2 separate regions of the Gossypium hirsutum genome follow, and region 1 is linked to region 2. A link is a contact called in public Hi-C data. All regions are on one chromosome and are shown on one strand. The core of a region is the stretch at or near the end of the contact, and the rest is flanking DNA. Distances in the headings are between cores, read along the strand shown. Region 1 holds the start of LOC107901036 (auxin response factor 7). Region 2 holds the start of LOC107901046 (probable polygalacturonase).

Region 1 (7,145 bases), core at 180-2,679, 270 kb before region 2:
ATAAAATCATACACATAAAATTATGTTTGTGACTCTTTCTTTAGTTTCTTTTGTTATATAAATTATATATTTATTAATTTTTCTACATTAAAATTTTAAATTGCTCCTTTACCTTGGTTAAAGTTTAAATATTATATTTAGTTAATAAAAAAATTAAAGTTGGCAAAAATTATATATATATTTAACATTATTCATGCACCGTCACTTGATGTGTAATGTTTCGGTTGGTGCAATCAGTACAGGTTAAAGTTTACATCGGTGTAAAAAAAAAGAAAAAGAAATGATCTTTTCGATTTATTTCTAGAACGGTGCGCATTGGGTAGTGTAATTGGAATCGATGCGGAACCAACTACATTGATCCAAAGTAAGGCCTTATTTAATATTGCTTACAAAAAAAAAACAATTTTAGCTTGAAAAACACTTTTAGAACAAAGTTGTACTAAACAATTTACTTTTGGCTGAAATATTTTACTTTTCAAAAGCTCTTTTAAAAAACAGAAGCTAAATTTTTAGCTTTTTCTCTACCAAAAGTACTTTTGATATTTAATTATTTTTTTACCTCTCCAACAACATGATACTTTTCCTTTTTTTTTCTTGGTGTTAAATTACAAATGTGTTAAAATTATAAATTAAAAATAAAAAAAGTATTTTTTAAAATAATACAAATGTATTAATATTTAATTATTTAAAATATAGTTTATATATTTTAATTAAATTTTATAAATAATTAAAATTATTTTTTATATTCTTACTAAAATATAATAATATTAATTAATTTGAACATTATTTAAATTCATATTTGTTACTTTATAATACCAGGTCTAAAATAAACATTTTGTTTCTTAAAAGTATATTTTGACAGCAATACTAAACACTCGTATCTTAAACTAAACTTCTGGAAAACAATGTTAAACTAACCTTAGAAGGATAATAAGAAGGAAATAAGACTAGGGTCTCAATACTAGCAAGCTATATGAGTTGAACTCAAAAAATTTAAATTTGATTGAACTATCAGTCGAGCATTACAATGCTTTGATTCAAATAACTAGGTTTATGAAAATTTAATTATTACAATCTATTGAACGAGAACATATTGGATTAAATTAACCCCACATTTGGAGTTCAACCATGCAAAATGAGAATTGATAAGGGATCCAAACCAGAATGTTATTCTATAGTCGCGTCAACTATACTTATTTTCACTCCAAGGAGAACCCTTTACGCACGCCCACAAGGCCGCACGCGCGCACCTCCCAAGTCCAAAACAGTGAAAAGAAGGGTACCAACTTAAACTGTCCGCCTATTAATAGCCTAACACCACTCGCCAATTCACACGCGCAACGATTAAAATTTTAATTCATAAAGTAAAAAAGAAAAAAAAAAATCCTTACTGCCTTTTATTTACCAAAGGCCTGATTGCTTCAGAGTTCAGCCTTCGCACTCTCTTATATGTCGGCATGTTTCACAATTTATAAAAGAAAAGAAAAAAAAAGAAAGCTATTTTTTGCTCTGCTTTTGCTTTGCCTTTCGCTTTGGTTCTGTGGTTTCCAGGCGACAAGTGTTTTTTTTTCCTTCTCCTTGATCCCATAAAGTTTCTTTCTTTTTTTCTTTTCTTTTTTCTCGTCGGATTCTAGAAAACAGAACGATGAGCTTCGAATGAGCTGAGGAGCAGTTTTTAATGTTCCATGCAGTTAGTTCTTTACGGTTTCGGCTACTTTTAAACTGATTCAACTCTGGAATCTGATTTATTCCTTTGGAGAAGTAAATGCTTTCATGTGATTGAAAATACCCAACATTTCAAAAGCTTTTTACCAAGCTAATCAAAGCGAAAGAACAAGGTTTTTGGCCTTTGGTTTTGCTTTCTAAGTTAGGGTTTTAGTTCTTTTTTGGGATTTGTGATTTATTAATGGAAGCTGCGGCGTTTCCTTAAGCGCGTCTGTAGTGATTTTCCTACCAAGGGATGCCGCTAAAATGATTCTTCTTTGAACCGTTGTGGTTTGATAGCTAAAAGACTAGAGGTAACTATATGGTGAAGAAAGTTGATTTCTTTTCTGTGTTTTGTTGGAGCATAAGAAGTGATTGTGTTCCTTAGAGATTTTTCTTTTTGTAAAAAAAATAAAAATTATCCGAGATTGTAAACATGAAGGCTCCACCAAATGGATTTATGGCAAATTCTGCAGAAGGTCTGATTTCTCTTACTAATTCTTTTTTTTTCTTCTTTTAGCTCTGATTCAGCTTTTTTTTTTCTGGGTCGAAATAGCCTTTGGGTTCTACGCAGTCTGGGATTTTCTTGATTATTAGTTTATAAATTTGGTTATTTTTCTATGTCATCCATTCCCGTCTAAGTTGTTTTTAGTTTAAATAAATTATTGCTCAGTATTAGTCTTGTTTTAATGCTCTACATTTGTTCATGTAAATTGTCATATCTCTTTTTGAGAAATCCTATAAATCCCATTTTCATAAAAATGGAAAGAAGCACTTAGCAAGACTAAAAGTAAAATTTAATGTAACTGAGTGGCAACTTTCCTCATTCTAATGGGGGAAGGTTTGGGTTTGGGATCATTTATCATTTGCAAATTTAAGGTTAAAAAGAAAGAAAACATACAACAATTATACTTTTGTCGAGTTCAAATATGAAGTATTAAGTATTATATAAGAATATTCATGATAACTTTTTTGATACCAGGCAATTGGGGATTTGTTGCTTCGATACCATAAAGTTAATTGTTGCCTTGTCTATCGTTCAATTTTGGACGAATATGGATATTGAGAATTTTTTTTGGAAGTTGATGCTTTTTAATAATTCTGATGACTTTCTCTTTGTTTGTGGTTTTGTGGGATGTTTGATAATATTCTGATTGGTTGTTTTGGAAGCAGGAGAAAGGAAGAGTATCAATTCAGAATTATGGCATGCTTGTGCTGGACCACTTGTTTCTTTGCCTCCAGTTGGAAGTTTGGTTGTTTACTTTCCTCAAGGTCACAGCGAGCAGGTGAGTTACTTTCCACATTCATTCCTAGAGGATAATTTTTTTTTTCCGAATCTGGCCTTTTATCAATATTTCTCTAATTAATATATATCCTTTTCCAGGTTGCGGCGTCGATGCAAAAGGAGACTGATTTCATACCAAGCTACCCTAACCTTCCTTCCAAGTTGATATGCATGCTCCATAATGTCACATTGCATGTAAGCAAAAGCAGGGCACTATCATCCCAAGTTTCTTATGTTTTTTGGTCATTGAAGAGGAAAAGGTTGCTCCTAATAGAGTTTTGTGCATTTATCGAAAACATTGGATCGACAATACGCCTTTCATATGTTAGACATCTTTATATTTAAATGCCCTGTCATTTGCTGGCTTAGTTAGTTTGTGCTTCCATCTGCTATCTGGTTAGCATGTATTTGCATTGACTACTACTAGGAAGCTTTTGTTGGTGCTGGGTCATATTGCAATATGAATAGGATCCTTGACGGTATAGGCATGAAAATAACTTTGCAATGGTTAAAATGATTTGAAAAGCAAGGAAAGTTATATGGTTATTTGGAGTTACTAATTTATTCAATTATTTAAACTTTGAATCAGGCCGATCCGGAAACAGATGAGGTGTATGCCCAGATGACACTTCAACCTGTGAACAAAGTAGGTCAGCTATTCAATTTGGGAATTAATTCATGGATATTGCAGAATTGCCTTGTCCTTTTTTTTTTCCAGTCAATTTTCTCATTTCATGAAATATGGGATGAGTTTAAATTGCTTCTCTACAGTATGACAAGGAAGCGTTACTGGCATCTGATATTGGCCTCAAGCAAAGCCGGCAACCTGCTGAGTTCTTTTGCAAGACTCTTACAGCAAGTGACACTAGCACTCATGGTGGATTTTCTGTGCCTCGACGAGCAGCTGAGAAAATCTTCCCTCCCCTGGTACTTAGAAACTTTCAATTTTAGATTTTTGTTTTAATATTTAAGATATGTTGAAGCATTTTGTGTGTATATCTCCTAAGATCTAAATGGTGATATTTGATAGGATTTCTCGATGCAACCACCTGCTCAGGAGCTAGTAGCTAAAGATTTACATGACAATACATGGACATTTAGACATATTTATCGAGGTATGGTTCTCTTCCAGATATTGCTGGCCTTCCTTTTCATAATCGGAAGTCTACTTGTGTTTTAACTTAAGACTGAAGCTTTATCAAAGAGCTTTGTGCTGAGAACACTCACTACTTTCTTTTATTAATGTTTTCTAAATAACTGTTAACTTCCACACTACTTGAAAACTTTTTGGTGTAAAAGAAATTCATTTTCCTTCGGGAAATAGGGATTTAGGTGGGAATGCTTTAGGGTAATACTAAAGTCAATACTGTTCTGTTACCCATATTATGGTTGTAGTTTCTGTATTTAATGTCATAGGTATTAGAAATGGAATTATATATGCATAATGGCTTCTTTGCAGGTCAACCAAAGAGGCATCTTCTGACTACTGGTTGGAGTGTCTTTGTTAGCACAAAAAGACTCTTTGCCGGTGATTCTGTTCTTTTCATAAGGTATGATTTATATGGATGTGTATACACCTGCAAACACACCCACATACACGCTCATGTTTGTATGTACTTCTTTGAATTTTCACTAGATTGTTGTCCATTTTACTACTTAGCTGAAATTATTTGCTTAAATGTAGGGATGAGAAGTCTCAACTTCTGTTGGGTACAAGGCCTGCAAATAGACAGCAGCCAGCCCTTTCTTCATCTGTGATTTCTAGTGATAGCATGCATATAGGGATCCTGGCTGCTGCAGCGCATGCTGCAGCAAATAACAGCCCATTTACTATATTCTATAATCCAAGGTATTGTTATAACATATTTGGTTGTATTTAGATTCATTGCTATTTTCTAGTCAATAATTTAAAAAAAAAGAAAAAGAAAAAGAAATATTATTTGAAGCTCTGAAAAGATTTTATTAATTCTGATAGGGCAAGCCCTTCTGAGTTTGTGATACCCTTGGCAAAGTTTAACAAAGCCATGTATACCCAAGTTTCCCTTGGCATGCGGTTTAGAATGATGTTTGAAACCGAGGAGTCTGGAGTACGCAGGTACATGGGTACAATTACTGGTATCAGTGACTTGGATCCTGTGCGATGGAAAAATTCACAGTGGCGCAATCTTCAGGTATCTTTTGTACATACTGACACCTGAATGCTAATATCTGCCTTTGTTGTTCTTTTGCATTTTCCTTTCAGAAGATGTCTAGGATGATTTCAACTGAAACAAATTATTAACATGCAAATATTAAGATACATCATGTTTGGGTCATTGATAATACCTAGCTCTGTTATTATATGGACTTGGCTATTCATTATTTGTCTACTTGGGCCTACATATCAGTAAGATTGGAGATGAATATCCGGTCTTTTTTTTTTTTTGGGTATTCTTCATGTCTGTTTTACTGTCCATGTTTTGTGTTCGGTCTTGTTATTTGATTGTGAATGGTTTAAACTAATTTTCTCATTGCTCCAAGATTCTTTCGTTGCTGCATCATACACGTTCTGATAATACTTGCTTTTATTTTAAAGTCAAGGTGTTGTTGCACAGTTAATTTTCGTTTGTGGTTACTTTTGTATTCTCAACAGGTTGGATGGGATGAATCTACAGCTGGTGAGCGGCCCAGCCGAGTTTCAATTTGGGACATTGAACCTGTTATAACTCCTTTTTACATCTGTCCACCTCCGTTTTTCAGGCCCAGGTTTCCAAAGCAACCGGGGATGCCAGGTGAAACATATTTGCTTGATTTATCTTTCTTTAAACATTGAAAATAAAAGGAAAATTCAAGAACTTAGTTGTAATTTTTAAATTACTTCACAGATGATGAGTCTGACATTGAGAATGCCTTCAAGAGAGCTATGCCCTGGCTAGGAGATGACTTTGGTATGAAAGATGCTCCTAGTTCAATCTTTCCTGGTTTGAGTCTAGTCCAGTGGATGAGCATGCAACAAAATAATCAGTTTCCAGCTGCTCAATCAGGATTCTTTCCATCAATGGTTTCTTCGAATCCGCTCCATAATAGCCTTGGCACCGATGATCCTGCCAAATTATTGAACTTTCAAGCTCCTGCGCTTCCAGCATCAAATATGCAATTTAACAAAGCAAATACGAACCAAATCAATCAGTTGACTCAGGCACCTATGACATGGCCCCAACAGCAGCAACTTCAACAGTTATTTCAGGCTCCTTTAAATCAGCAGCAGCAATCCCTACAGCAATTGCAGCGACAACTGCCACAACCACCACAGCAGCAGCCTCAGCCACAGCCGCATCTTTTTCACCAGCAGCAGCCTCAGCCTCAGCCTCAGCCTCAGCCTCAGCCTCAGTCTCAGTCTCAGTCTGAGTCTCAGTCACAGTCGCAGTCACAGTCAAAGCCACAGCCACAGCCACAGCCACCTCCACTGCAGCAGCAGCAGCAGCAGCAGCAGCTGCAGCAACAACATCAAAAAAGACAACAGACGCAATCACAGCAGCAGCTGCAACAAGCATTCCTCCCTTCTCAAGTAAATAATGGCATCATTGCCTCTAACCAGATCCCAAATCAAAATTTGCACCAGCCAGCTGTTTACTCACAGCTTCAGCAGCAACAATTGATGACAAGCAGTAGCCAATCTGCCCAGACTACCCCCTCTGCCAATAAAACTTCATATCCTTTGACATCATTACCGCAAGATACACAGATTCAGCAACAGATGGAACAGCAACCTAACCTCATGCAGAGGCAGCTGCAACAGACACAGTTGCAGCAGTCACAACTACAATTATTGCAACAAAGCCTGTCCCAGAGGACACAGCAGCAGCCACAGCTTCTGCAATTGTCACAGCAGGGCTTCTCGGAGCAACAGCTTCAGTTGCAACTGTTACAGAAATTGCAGCAACAGCAGCAGCAGCAGCAGCAATCATCTCAACAATTACTCTCCCCAGCTGGATCACTGTTGCAGCCTCAAATGTTGCAGCAGCAGCCGACCCATCAACAGAGCCAACCATTGCAGCAATTGCCTCTTTCACAAAGCCAATCACAACCTCTTGGCAGCAATGGCTTCTCAACATCAATGCCTGTTCAACCTCAACAGGTTTCAGTGCACCAACCCCAAATTCACAAGCCATTTACT
Region 2 (6,621 bases), core at 2,169-4,668:
CTTCATCATATATATCAAGGTTTTCACAAGGCGCGGGGAAGATGGTCCCTATTACACGCCCTTGAACAAACGCGCACTGGAATATATGCTTTTTCTTATATGTTATCCCCACGTTCATATCCCTGAACGTCACGTTTCTGACAGGAATCTCCTCGCTACCATGTATACGAACAGGTACACGGACTCCTTGACCATGTATCCCGGTGAAGCTTATGTTTTCGAGTATTGGGAAAGCATTTTTGTCAAAATCCATGTCGGGGTGCTCATTGTAGTCTGTCTTGATAACAATTCCAACTTGGGCATCATCAAATGTCAGATTTCGGTACGTTATATGCCTGACATATCCACCTCTTCCAACAGCAGTCTTGATTCGAACTGCACGCCTAGAACTCCAGACAGTGACATTCTCCACGGTGACATTAGATACCCCGCCAGACATCTCGCTGCCTATTGATACGCCAGCACTACGCATATGTTCAGCCAAGTGTGACAATGTGTACTTACCAAATGAAAATTACAAGTAGGGATAGATAAAAGAATAGGAAAAGCAATATCCTAAATTTTGGATGACCCAAACTGCAGAGCTGTTTGGGACCTTTGTTTTTGCATATGAAGTTCGAAAAATACATGCATGCTATTTGGGACCTTTTGTTTTTTTTTTCTTTGACATGGAAGCTATCGGGCAGTAGAATATTCATGAAGATGGAGGAAATTAATTCAAGAAACTTTACCTGACCATAGAACGGACAATGAGGTTTCGGATGAGAATGTTTCTCGAAGGTCGTCCATAAACGATGCCATATTGATCCCAACCGCTCTTTATTGCAATTGCATCATCGCCAACACATATGTAGCAATCCTCTATCACTACATCCTCACATGAATCTGTTTATGCCACAAATGACTTGTAATAAGTTACATTCAGCGTGAATTAATCTCCCTTTTTTCCCACTGCAAATCAACAAGCAGAAACGTGGTTTATCTAGGTGTATATTTGAGCTGGCTACAGCGTGGTGTGGTGAGCAAATGATATTTGCTCCATTTACAAAGATGCATTTGCCATGTGAAGATTCTTGTATGTGTTAGAGAGGAATGGGGAAAAGAAGAAAAGACAAAATAATGAAAGCAAATTTGTTGCAATTTGCCCACACATTTCATTGAATTCAGCTCAGAATACCATATCCATACATCTTACATCTAAGTTCTCACCTTCCTGCTTCTATACGTTCCAACAAATGCACAGTCGTACTTTAACTAATGTATATAATAGCCTCTGCAAACCTTCTTCAATTATAGTCTTGAATTCATTCTACAGATTTGTCAACCAAGCTTGCTCAATAAGCGAGTTATATATGTACAGTGAGCATTTCTATACAACTACTAGTAGCATGAATGAGAATCGAGTCTAGAGCCTTAGCTACCAAAAATTTTTATAGACAAAAGTTCAAAATTTATAATCAGGGATTACTTACCAGGATCAATTCCATCAGTATTTGGAGCTCCAAATACAGGTGCTAAGATGGTTACATTCCTAACGGTTACATTCTTGCAATCATATGGATGAAAAGTCCAAAACGGAGAATCACGTAAGGTTATATTAGAGATTACAATGTCATTTGACCACATTATCTGCACAAGTGGACCCCTTGTGTGGTTGAGTAGCTTCTGACGATACTTTGTCCACCATGATTGACCCTGACCATTTATGGAACCATTGTGCCCTGTTGATTTGTAAAGATAAACGGTAAAATCAGACTCAGACCAGCATTGAAAGATCCATATAGAACAAAGACCACAATGTTGATTTGTAATGAAAAAATGATAAATCAGACTCAAATCTAGCAGCCAATCGAATTTCCCTATTAATTATCGTTGTTGGAAGTGCTTATTCATCCAAAACCTTGAAAAGGCCGTTTCTTTCCACTTTTCTCCATACGAAAAAAAAGAAGTAGCAAGTACTTTGAATAAGCAGTATGCACAGGGTATAAAGGGTGCAGAAAACAGATTCAGACCAGTCTAAAATTGTATTTTTGAGACATCGACAATTAGGTGCTATGACATAGAATAGGTAAACTGGCTGGCTCTATCAGGTGAGCAACCTTTTCATTCAAACAATTTAATGAGAAACCTATTAGGGGCAGGGGTGAAGTAGCTTACCAGTTATAACAACATCTTTGAGGTTTTGGCCGTGGATCAAACTTCCATACCGAGGTCCACGATGCTCTCTTCCGTACCCGTATGATGGCAATGGAGGCATTAATGGCCATCGCTTCTCGTCCTGTATGATAGCGGGAAAACAGCAAACAACAAGATTGAATCCACCAAAATCCAAAGTTATAAACACAACAGCCGGATAACACAGAGAAATCAGGAACACCGTCATATTTGCATGGAAAGGATCAAAGTTGTCACTAAATATGGTCATGATGTGATTTTTTTTTTCACACTAAATATTGGTCCCCTTTCATCACAAATCACAACCCATAAACGACTAAACATGTTAAATAACGAGGGAGAATATCATTTTTCATTGCCAAAATTCATGAAAATGGAAAAACCAACCTGGATTCCAAGAATCTCAGCATCCTCAGCAAGGAACAAAGTCATATGACTAGTAAGATTAAACGGCGCCGTAAGCCACTTTCCAGGCGGGACATTGAGCTGACCACCACCTCTCTTCCCAAGCTTCGAGATGGCCGAGATAGCCCTCTCAAAAGCCGCCGTGTCATCCGTTACCCCATCGCCAACCCCGCCAAAATCCGTAATATTAAACTCGAAAGGCCGGGACCCGGACATAGACCGACCCGGCCCAGCTTTTCCGAACACAGAGAACCCAGCCCCAACTATATCCCGTTGCCATAGAAAGACAGAACCGAAAGCCGAGATCCAGAGAACAATAAACAGAGTTTTATGCGAAGAAAGGAATGCCGGAAATCCCCCAACCGGCAATGACTCAGCCATATTGGGTTTAGCGAATTTGGTTAAAAGAAACGATTTCTGGCCCTTTTAGTAAAAGGGGTGTAGTGCTTTGTTGGTGAGATGTTGGTGATGAATAGCCGCCAGATTTGGTCGATTGGAAATGGAGTAGATTTCAATTCAAGGGGAGATCGCAATGGTCAATGGAGAACCAAGTCCATAGTTTCTAGCTTTGGGCAGGTCGACGCTCTTGAGTTGAATGAAACTAGATTTTTTTACTGCGGGTATCAAGTTGCCTGCGTGGTTTATTTGAAGGATGTAATTGGATTTCGGATTGTGTGAGGTTTCAGTCACGGCAGCGAGAAGCAATGTCACATCAACATCATCGTCCGGTAGTAGGTGATTAGTTGAAGAGTTGCAATCTGACCATTTTGAAAACAGTAGTTGAGACGTTGACATCAAACACGAAAACTCTTTCGTATAACGAAATTTTCGGGTTGTTGACCTGTGTCAACTAAAACCTGGATCTTTATTTATGTCCCCATCTCACTCCACACTTTACACCCATCTTCCGCTTGGGCCGCGATTTAATGGGCCACTTTCTCGTTTCTTTTCCTTTCATTTTACTCGCCTGAAAATAAATTTTTTTTTTATTTATTGTAGTGAGACAGCAAGTTCGAATTTACCATTGGTTAGGAGGATTCTACAATTGTTAAAGTGAGTTAGGTAGTGTAGAATAAAGCATGGAGAAAAATAGAATTCCGTATTCGTTAACCAAAATGGTTTTTTTAATAAGAAGGAAGATATCTGACCGAGGAACTCATATATATTCAACATGGATAGAAATGGTGTTTATTTGCGTAATTGTTTGCTTATTTTGTCATAATGAAAACCCTAATGGTCCTGCCACATCATATCTGCATATTTTATTTTAATCATTCAATTAATCTGTGTAAAAAATATTAAGAATTAAAGTTAAAAAGTGATAAAAACTAAAATAATGCATTAAAAATTTCTCAAATTGTTTTTGCTTATCCTCTTGCCAAAAGTTCCAAAATTTTCTCTCTTTTTTTTGTAATATTAAAATTTTTAATTTCAAAACATTAAAATCAATTTTATAGATTGTTGGAAAAATTATCTTTTGATTGTGTCAACCAATTTGTTACTTTAAAATTGAAATTAATTAAATTAATTAATTTAATCCCCTTTTAAAATATAATATTTTATTTTATGTTTCTAAGTTATCCTTAACGAACTCAACTCAAACAAAACCCATAATTTTGTTGATTATATGATGTTGAATCTTTCATGCTAATTTAAAAGCAAAAAAAAATAAAAAATCTTGCAATTAATTAAATTAGTTAATTTGATCTTCCATGCCAAACAAAACCTTGAATTTTTTCCATCACTTCTTTACCCATACCAAGAACAAGCAATCGATTTAATTAATTGAAAATAAATTCTTTGCTTTTAGCATAGCATGTGGGATTCAAGATCATATAATCAAAAGAAATGTAAGATTTTTTTATATATTATTAAATATGAGTTACTTGAGTTGATTTCATTAAGGATAATCTGAAAACAAAAAATAAAATTTAAAATTTTAGAAGAATATTAAATTAATTAAATTAATTAATTTCAATATTATAATAACAAAATCGATTCATATTATCAAGGGATAAAATTTTTAACAATTTATTTAATTGATTTTGATATTTTGAAATTTCAAAATTAAAAAAAAAAGAAATTTAGAATTTTCAATAATGAGATAAACAAGTACAATTTGATAATTTTAAATGCATTATTTTATTTTTTATCGCTTTTTCACTTTACCGAAATCAAGACTTAAAGAAAGGAAACTTTTTTTTTTGGGTGATCAAAATGAAAGTGTAAACATGATGTGTAGGGCAAGGGGAAGAGGGCAGGTAAGGGCTTGACCCCACGGTCCCAAATAGAAAATTGTTGTTTTAGTCCCCCAAAATTTATAAAATCTTAAGTTAATATATGATAAAATTATAATTTGGCCCCCAAAAGGCTAGAATTTCGATTTAGTCCTCTTGAAAACCATAAAGATATAAGCCAATACAAGCGTAAAATTGCATTTTAGTTCTCATAAAAATATATAACTTAATCTCGCCCCCCTTAAAAAAATTTATGGCTTCGTCCATAATGATGTGGACATAATTTACCATGTACAGTTTATCAACGTTAAGGATTTAACGATTGAGTAACTAAAATGAAAACCTTTTTCTAATAGAGATGGTGAAATTGAAAGAATTTTTTTTAAGGTGGCCAAAATGAAAGTTCCCTAAAAGTTAGATGACCAACTAGGTTGTGGCACCCCACACCTAACTCGAACGATGGATCTAAATGTGAGATGTCATATTCGTTGTTGTAGCAACTCAGACTATCATTAATCATTTTCCTTGAAATTAAACAAATGAGCATGGCATAATTCATAAATGTCATGTTGTGTACTTCTATGAGGCCAAATGGGCCCACATATAGTAACTCAGGAGTCATATAAGGTTATACACGGAGTTTGAATAAGAATCCTAACTCGAATTGTTTAAATAAAGGGTTGTGTCTCAAGGTAGTGAAGCCATGTGCCGATACATGCCTCCCTTATTGTTAATCTTTTACTTCAAACTATAATGTCTCGAGATAATGACCCTTATTGTAACGATCCAAAATTCAATGGTGTCGAAAAATATAGTTCCAGAACCCGATTTCCATAAATTAAGCCCGTAAATATAAAATAAAAATATATTGAGATTCGATTAAGTAATTTAGCCGAAAAAGTAGTTAATTAAGGCCCATGGATTAAATTGTAAAAATTCAATTGCTTTAAAATTTTAATTGACAAAAGACTTGAGGACTTGAATGTAAATTAGTCAAAGGTTCAAAATGGTAATTAAATCATTTGCTATTAGGAGATAGTGGACATTGATGATGTTGGCCATTTATGTTAATTAATAATGAGATTTACATAATTATGCTTAGTTTAATTAATAAAATTTGATTAATTAAACCTTAATTAGTGTATATAAACATTTACTATACCAAAATAGGCTTTTAGCGGCATTTTTAGCGGCGTTTGGATAAAAAACGCCACTAAAAATCAAGCATTAGCGGCGCTTTTACAAAAACGCCGCTAAAGATCGAGCATTAGCGGCGCATTTTGAAAAACACCACTAAAAATAAGCATTAGCCGCGTTTTCCAAAAAGTGCCGCAAAAAACCTAAGCCCAATGACACCGTTTTTAGAGTTTTTAGGGCATTTAGTGGCGTTTTTGAAAAAGCGCTGCTAATGCTCGGGCCTTTAGCGGCGTTTTTGGAAAAGCGCCGCTAATGCTCGGGCCTTTAGCGGCGTTTTTGAAAAAGCACCGCTAATGCTCGTACCTTTTGCGGCATTTTTGGAAAAGCGCCGCTAATGCTCGTACCTTTAGCAGCGTTTTTGAAAAAGCGCCGCTAATAATAAAATCTAATTATCTCATTCTTTGATATATTCTCAAGTAATGTTTCAATTATATTTTTTTATTATAAGTTGAAAAATTTATTCGTTGTATTTATTATATATTGGTTAAATTTACATTTAAATGATAACAAATAATATTGTTTAATACAAAATGTTTTTATTAAAGAGAAGTCCAAACTCCTAACTATTTTTTATTATTTTTCAATCACAGTTTATTTAAACTACTAA

Evidence for each region. Hi-C and Micro-C count contacts between places; a contact is called where the count stands out from the background.
Region 1: a Hi-C map of leaf shows a contact between it and region 2, with 2.5 times the contacts expected there. The contact joins the promoter of LOC107901036 here to the promoter of LOC107901046 in region 2. A contact is called at or near these places in 2 of 34 Hi-C or Micro-C datasets (hypocotyl and leaf).

The regions. Positions count from the first base shown.
Region 1 is chrD06:15,267,671-15,274,815 of Gossypium_hirsutum_v2.1, reverse strand. LOC107901036 (auxin response factor 7) reads left to right here and starts at 1,429. Exons shown (of 13, transcript XM_016826866.2): 1 at 1,429-2,183; 2 at 2,878-2,990; 3 at 3,089-3,184; 4 at 3,579-3,635; 5 at 3,761-3,916; 6 at 4,020-4,104; 7 at 4,449-4,539; 8 at 4,674-4,838; 9 at 4,965-5,160; 10 at 5,622-5,760; 11 at 5,854-7,145. The coding sequence starts at 2,141.
Region 2 is chrD06:15,002,544-15,009,164 of Gossypium_hirsutum_v2.1, reverse strand. LOC107901046 (probable polygalacturonase) reads right to left here and starts at 3,418. Exons shown (of 5, transcript XM_041095802.1): 1 at 2,563-3,418; 2 at 2,158-2,278; 3 at 1,473-1,721; 4 at 732-885; 5 at 1-464. The coding sequence starts at 2,961.